2 separate regions of the Mus musculus genome follow, and region 1 is linked to region 2. Evidence: chromatin contacts called from public HiChIP or PLAC-seq data. All regions are on one chromosome and are shown on one strand. The core of a region is the stretch at or near the end of the contact, and the rest is flanking DNA. Distances in the headings are between cores, read along the strand shown. Region 1 holds the start of 1700039E22Rik (RIKEN cDNA 1700039E22 gene). Region 2 holds the start of Scd4 (stearoyl-coenzyme A desaturase 4).

Region 1 (3,671 bases), core at 402-2,901, 500 kb after region 2:
CAGCAGTGAGCAGGTGGAGGCTGGAGGAGGTCTTAGGGAGGTGGGGTGGTGGTGGTGAGGAAAGAGTGGGGAGGTGGGGGGTGGGGAGTCTACAGGGAGGTAGGGATGAGGGGAGCCGCAGAGAGCTCATGGTGGCAAGGGGGGAGTCGTTAAACAGAATCTAGTGCTGATGAGGAAATTACACTTGTTTCATTAGCGATGGGGAAGGAGATAGCTCAGTTCCTCTTGGTCACAGTTGAGCTCAGAAGCTCATTATCCTGCTGCACGCATGCTTTCCCTCCTCGTCAATAAACAGGCTTTCCAGTGGCTGCATCCCCCACCCCCACCCAGCTCCTTCTTGGAGTGGGGCCCCTTCTCCTCTACTTAACCCGCGGTTAGGGATCACTGTAAACAGTCTGGGGTCATCACACAGGAGAAAGGGCCAGGGGGGAAACCCATAGGCCTGGCCTTTCTCCTCCTGGAGGGAGGGAGGTAGCTCCCGAAGGCTCCCAACCCACTGTGCCCTCCACTGCTCACTGCTCCTGAGCCTGCGAGCAGTCCAGTGGATTCCCGCAGTTCACTTCCCCAGTTACGTGGCCCTTGTACTGAACCTCAGGAGGGAAAAGTGGGAGGGGTTATTTCCCAGGAGGGCACCACCACTACCACCTGCCTAGCTTTGGCACAGCTCTGAGATGCCATTCTTAGGGCTTTCTGGGACAAAGTGTCCCAGGGGCCTTCCTGCTCCACCTTCCCCCTCTCTCATGCTGTAGAATCCCTAAAGCCAGTGTCCACTGTAAAAGCTCTCAGCTCCCAATTTACTTAAGTGGGAGCAGCCAGACCAAGACCAAACCCTTCCTGGGCAGCGATCTCTTGCAGGAGAGCCCAGGCACAAACCCGCCCACAGATTCCCTCCATGCCTAGGTGTGCAGGGATCTGGCTGCTACTTGTCTATGGTGGCTGTCCCCATGCAGAGCTCGGAGTGTGTGGATTACCTGGCCTCTGGCCTGCTCCCAGGGGCCCTATCCCTGCTTGAAACACCCAAGACTGGGACTAGTGAGGACAGGACAGAAGAGGCCAACTGGACACGTTGAACGCCTCTAATTCCAGTTCCCCGCCCTCCCACAGGGAGCGAGTTCTCAGGCAACCCATACAGCCATCCCCAGTACACCGCCTACAATGAGGCTTGGAGATTCAGCAACCCCGCCTTACTAAGTGAGTACGCCACCTGGCAGGCCGGCGGCTCCCAAGGTCGCCTACCCGCTCGCCAGCTCGGGCGCGCAGGCTGCTTCGGGATACGGATCCCACTCAGGACCACCCCAATTCTGGGTACCCGGATGGGCCAGGGAGACAGGCCCATTAGAGCAGCGCCGGGTCCTGGGGATACCACCAGGACGCCTGCGCCTCCAGCCTCTTCCCTCCCCTACCTCTTGATCACTGGAGGGCTCTTAGCCAACAGTGGCCGTCGGACCCCTTGGGGGATCCGCAGCCGGGTGTCACCTGTCCTGTCCCTCTCCCGCCCTGTGGATGCAGCACTACTCCTGGGCATCTGGCCTCGGGGCCGAGCCACAGTCCTCCAGGCCTGATCCCGCTGGACCCGGGGAGGGCTTTTCTTTGCTTTTCTTTCCTTTTTTGTTCTCCTGTTTGTCCTCTCACCCAGCCCATTCTTCTCCTGTGTTAACTTCCAGGTTCCCCTTATTATTATAGTGCCGCCCCCCGGGGCTCCGCCCCTGCCGCTGCTGCCGCTGCCTATGACCGCCACTAGTTACCGCGGGGACCACATCAAGCTTCAGGCAGACAGCTTCGGCCTCCACATCGTCCCCGTCTGACCGCCCACCCCAGAGGGAGGGAGGACCGAAGCGACGCGCTGCCTCTCGGCCACCGTCCCTGTCCCACCCCCACCTCGAGACATCCTCCCCCAAGCCCCGCAGCCCTTCTCATCACCCTGTCGATGGCCAGACAGGACAGGTGGAGCCGCGGGTGGGACCCTCAGGCCCCAGCCCCGCCCGTCGCCCCTCCCCGCCTGCCTGGACCGCGGCGCCGTCCGGAAGCCCGCCCGCCTCTGGCCCGCGCGCCGTTTCTGTGACACACAATCAGCGTGGCCCACCCAGGGGCAGCCCACTTCGGACGCCCGGGAGTCGGGAGGCTTCGCTGGAGAAGCTGAGCAAGGGAAGCTAAGGAAAGGACTTTGTGCTGAAGGAGGAGCCGCCGGGGAGACCCTAGGGGGGAAATCCTGCCCCATCCCCCCTGTGCCTGCCAAGCTGACCCCGCCTTCTGTCTGCGCCCCGCCCCAGACGGTGGCACTGGGACGCAAGGGTCGGACTCGAGGGACAGCGTTTGGGGCGACAGCGTTTTCCAAGGCTGGTACCCAAGGCGAGCAGACGCCAACTGAGCTCATCCACCTGAACTGCCTAGTTCCCTTGGGCCTGCGATCTCCTTCTGCAGTGACTCTCCTCTCGGCCCCGCCTTGCCCTTACGTCAGCGCCTCTTCCACCTGCTGGCCTCTCACTTTTCCCTCCTGTGCTTCCTCGGCTCATCCCACGACACCTTGTGTTTGGTCCCAAGCACGCAGCCACGTCGGGGCCACCGCGGGAACCGTGTCCTCAGGCTGCGGCTGCGAGCATTGATCTTTTCCCATCAGTAATGCGCTGCCCACCCCCACCCTCCCATCCCAAACTCCCAACCTGCGGGCGCAAAAAGCCTGGAAGGAACTGACGACCGAGCCGCCCCAGATGAAAATCCGGGTCTCCCCGCCCCATTCCCCCCAAGCACCCCCTCCCCAGCCTTCCCTTGGGCAGGAGCTGAACAGAGCCTCAAAAAAAAAAAAAAGTCTACACTTATTTAATATGATGATGGTCTTTGCAAAAATGAACAAACAAAAACCCAACAGGCTGCTTTATAGAAAGACGGTGTGTGCTGTCGAGGCGAACCTCTCTCTGTACATAGCCCCTCCCTCTCTGCCCCGCCCCTCCGGGTACCATAGAGTCCCTGTCCTCCCGCCCCCCCCCCGCCCCCCTGCCTGTAGATACACCCTTCTGTCCGTGCTGTGAGAGTCGCCGCTCGCTGGGGGGAGGGAGGGGGGACACAGCTACATGCCCACTAAAGCACAGCACGTCCTGGGGGAGGGGGGCATTTTTTTACGTTACAAAAAAAAATTATGAAAGAAATCTCTATGCAAAATGACGAACATGGTCCCGTGGACACCTCTCGCCTGTTTTGTTGACTGTTTCTCTGTAATTCCGTGTTCATCGCCCTGCATCTCTCCCACTTCATCTCCCTTTTCTCTGCTACTCTCGACCCCTCTGTGTCTCTTTCTCTTCTTCACTTGTCTCTGTCTCGGTCCGTTCTGCCCCAGGCCTCCAAGGCTACATCTAAGATGGCAGAACCAACCTCGGGGCTTGGCCCCTTGTGGCCATGCCCCACGTGCCCGACCAGGCCACCCTGCCCCACCCCACCCTGTAGTTGCTCTCTCGGTAGCGGCGATGCTCCCTGCATGTCTCCTCAACCGTGGATCGTGACGACCCGAAATAACAGAAACAAAGTAAATAAAAGTGAAAAAAAAATAAGTAAATAAATAAATAAATAAAAATCCTTGAACAAATCCGAAAAGGCTTGGAGTCCTAGCCCAGAGTGCGCTTTCCTTCGAGCCATTTTATTTGAAAAGGAAAGCGAGAAAAGTGAACAATCTAAGGGAA
Region 2 (3,704 bases), core at 54-2,553:
ATCGCTTTCCGAGCAGGGTTTGAGCCTGGGCTCTGGCATCTTGCCTACTATGATCAGTTTCTAGCTCTGTGAGTCACTGGCTCCTGGGACCACAGACAAATTATCTGAGCTCTCTATATCTCAACTTCCTTCTCCTTAAAAACCACAGGTCATGGGTCACGGGGAGACTTTTTAAAAAGTTAGTATTAGCTTTTTTTTTTTTTTTTTAAAGTCATTCCATACCAGCTCAGTCTTCTTATTTCACAGGCAAACCTTTGCACCTCTGCTGCCTGTAAACGCCTGTCTGAGGTTCCCACTTTTTCCTTATAGAAGACTCCCAATTCCCAACCTGATGGGAGAATCTTCAGACCTCCCTGCCTGCAGCAGATGTTCCGGGGGCAGGAACATAGGGAAGTAATTAAATGCTAATGTCTGGAGGTGGTTATCCCCTGTGAAACGAGTCCTATGACTGAGCGTGGGCTCAGACACTCAGCCCTGTGCGTGTGACTGTGTGTGTGAGCTGGTCAGAGCATTCTGCGATTCTGCTGAACATCCTGGGCAGGTGGGTGGGGAAGAGCCGCCACTGGCTTGAGATGCTAAGTAAGAAGGCGGGCTATGCACCTGCTCTTGTCTCGAGATCTGGGGGTGGAGGCCAGTCCACCCCCCCTTACCCCCACCACACCTGATGAGTGGAAAGAGAAGGTGGAATTGTGGTGGACACTGATGAGCTGTCCCCACTGTGCAACTGCCCCAGTGTGACACATTTGCCAAGCACCTGTGTTAGTCCTGGGCTTGAACTTGACTCTCACCCCCCAGATTCACTCTTTTCCCACTTTGTGGACATTTTCTACCCTCTATGAAGCTTGAGAACTGGACCCCAGATTCCTCCAGTCATGATGCTGGCAGAGACCCAGGGTCCACAGAGATGAAACCGAGGAGGTTGGCACAGAGGGCTGTCTGCCAGCGAGATAGCAGATTTCTGGATGCCAGAGCCAGGAAGACAAGAGAGTAACAAATTCCTCTGCTCAGAGCTTGCCAGAGTGCTGAGAATACTCCATCTGTCTAGGAATGGGGACAAAGGTGGCTCTCTCTTAGTGTGTGCAGCATCCCATAGCCTTGCCTTAGGTGAATGTGGGCTTTGCTGGCTGTCCTCCCCTCTCTCGCCTTCAGTCTTTATCTCCTCATGGGGCTGCCTTGACTAGCCAGCTCTGAATTCTTTATCCCTTGTTGGCAGTCATGAAGCACATCTGAACAAATACCAGACACAGTCACCAAGTGCCAGCTCTACATACCCTTTAAATCCTGTGCCTGGAAACAACAACACACAGCAGAACTGACTGGTGACACCTGCACAGTTAGCCGGGCATCAACGCAGTACACACAGCGCACAGTGGGCTCTGGACTCAACGCTTCACCGATCCTCAGTCGCTGCAGACCTGGACCTTGCTCTCTCTGCCTTCACAAGAGGATCTAGGCTTCCAAGGAGCAAGATGACGGCCCACTTGCCACAAGAGGTCAGCTTTTCATCAATGACCCCCTCCCTCTAGCACAGGATCTTTGGTACCAGGTGGGACTGTGCTGACTGGAGAGAGGCCAGAGCTGAGAGCTACAGAGACATCTCAGATATCTTATTAGATTTGTATGACCTTCAAGTGAGGGATGTGGCAGTCATGTTGCCAGTTGACTTTAAAGGAAAGAAAGCTCCCGTCCAGCCAATACCTTTCTGCATGCACATGCATTTTCCTTTGTATGTTGCTTGAGGTATGAATGTTTGATCCCCGTCCCTGCCCCTTCACTGTGAGGTTTGATTGTCAACACATTCTAGGTAGTTTCTGGGAAGTTTTCTCTGCTTCATCTAGCACATCTGTACTCTGTCTTCCTATGATCAGGGCACTGGGGTTTCTGCCTCTACTGCCTTGGCTGTATTACAGGAGGACCCCCCCCTTGCTGTCCTATGTATCTGCTTTTGACTTTCACTTCCTCCCGTTGAAGATCTCCAGCAGGTGTAGCACTACCAACATCATGGAACCCCACTCCCGGAGACAGCAGGATGGAGAAGAGAAGATGCCCCTCCAGGCAGAAGATATCCGGCCTGAAATAAAAGATGATCTGTATGACCCCAGCTACCAGGATGAGGAGGGACCCCCGCCCAAGCTGGAGTACGTCTGGAGGAACATCATCTTCATGGCCCTGCTGCACGTGGGAGCCCTGTACGGGATCACACTGGTTCCCTCCTGCAAGGTCTACACCTGGCTCTTGGGTAATCTCCAAACCCTCCGCCCTGGGCCAGCACCCCATGTCTCCCCCGCCCCCAACTCTTTAATAAGGTAGACTCTGATTCTGAAAAGTAGCCGCTCTCTGTCCAGATTTTTCAAGTTTTCTCTCCACTTTCTGAGATACTGATAACTAGACGGGGAACAGAGCCTCGTGGGATTGGGGTACAAGAGTGTCAGATCTGGGGGGTTCTTTAGCTTGGATGCTAAAGTCTATAAAAGGTGGAGGGATAACTGTATGACAAAGGATTGACAGTCTCCTAAAGAGCTTTTCCGTCCAAAAAGCTTTCTGACTTAGCATTGCCTGCCACAGGAAAACTAGAGCCCTTGCTGAGAGGCATGGGGGCTTAATGAGGGGGTATTTGCTTAGTCGGGAGACAGAGTAAAGTAAGACTATCCAGAGGGGATCGCTGGAGAAGAAGGAATAAAATGGGATTACCAACAAAAAATATTTGTATGTGATTCTGACCAGGACAGGCTTGTTTGCCCCAGAGAAAGATGAGGCAGGTTCCCACACGGTCCAAGTACACTGGTGTAGAGTTCTGCTGCTCCAGGTCCGTCCTGTCAGTTAGCAAGATGTTCTTAAAATGACAAAAATAGAGGGGGAGGGGGGTTTCAGAATTGGGTGACATTCCATTCATTCCCTGGCCAGCCAGTTCCTGCTCTTGTCTCTGGATACCATGTAGGACAAAGGGCCCAGAACCTTCTGCTCTTTCCTCTCTACCTCCACCTCCCCTTGCCCAAAATAGCCAGGCTCAGAGACTGAGAAACCCTGGCCTTCAGACTGTTGTAACAAGAAAGAAGGTTGCCACTGTGTCTCTTCCCTAGCTCAGCAACTTGGGGATCTGTGCGTATGTGCTGATGCAGGGCTGGCCCCTGGACCCACATGTGTGCTTTCAGGTAGATTCGCCTCTGACTCCCAATTCTTAAATCAGGGAGAGAGGAGCAGGCCAGGGCCCCTTGCTACCTTCTGAGGAACGATGAGCCAGAGATCACTCTCTGGAAGGCAGAAGACTTTCTGGTAGCTGCCTCTAGAAGGTAGTGATGTAGAAGTTGGCTGCTGGTGTTGGCCACCCCTGCCCTCCGTCTCTTAGTACCTGCAGCAGGTGAGCTCTGCATTACCTTAAAAGTTCTGTAGGTGCCAGGGAAAATACAACTGAGGAAAAACTCTTTTTTTTTTCTTTCAGGACTACAGTTTTTCCAGGTACCAAGTGGGGGGCAACAGAATTTGCTGTGATTAGGAAGGCCAAGCCATGGTCCTTGGGCTAGTTGTGTGCTTTTCCAGTATTCTCCTAACTTGGATACTCTGAGAGCCTTCTACCCTGCTCGGGTACTGACATGGAGTGCTAAAAGAGGAAAGCTCTCCTGCTCACGTCTTAGAAGTGCTTAAAGATGTTGCTTAATATACCTGGGACACAAACAGACCTTGTCTGGAGGTCATGGAACTAATCT

The links. HiChIP or PLAC-seq counts read pairs in DNA pulled down with a chosen protein or histone mark.
Region 1: a FOXA1 HiChIP or PLAC-seq map of pancreatic cancer cells shows a contact between it and region 2. The contact joins the promoter of 1700039E22Rik here to the promoter of Scd4 in region 2. A contact is called at or near these places in 2 of 39 promoter capture datasets (both in liver) and 1 of 115 datasets of contacts at active chromatin or transcription factors (pancreatic cancer cells).

What each region holds. Positions count from the first base shown.
Region 1 is chr19:44,834,287-44,837,957 of GRCm38.p6, forward strand. 1700039E22Rik (RIKEN cDNA 1700039E22 gene) reads right to left here and starts at 1,652. Exons shown (of 3, transcript NR_045315.1): 1 at 1,205-1,652. Pax2 (paired box 2) reads left to right here. Exons shown (of 10, transcript NM_001368747.1): 9 at 1,105-1,191; 10 at 1,684-3,671. The coding sequence ends at 1,805.
Region 2 is chr19:44,332,023-44,335,726 of GRCm38.p6, forward strand. It overlaps Scd4 (stearoyl-coenzyme A desaturase 4), which reads left to right and starts at 1,304. Exons shown (of 6, transcript NM_183216.3): 1 at 1,304-1,493; 2 at 1,972-2,239. The coding sequence starts at 1,470.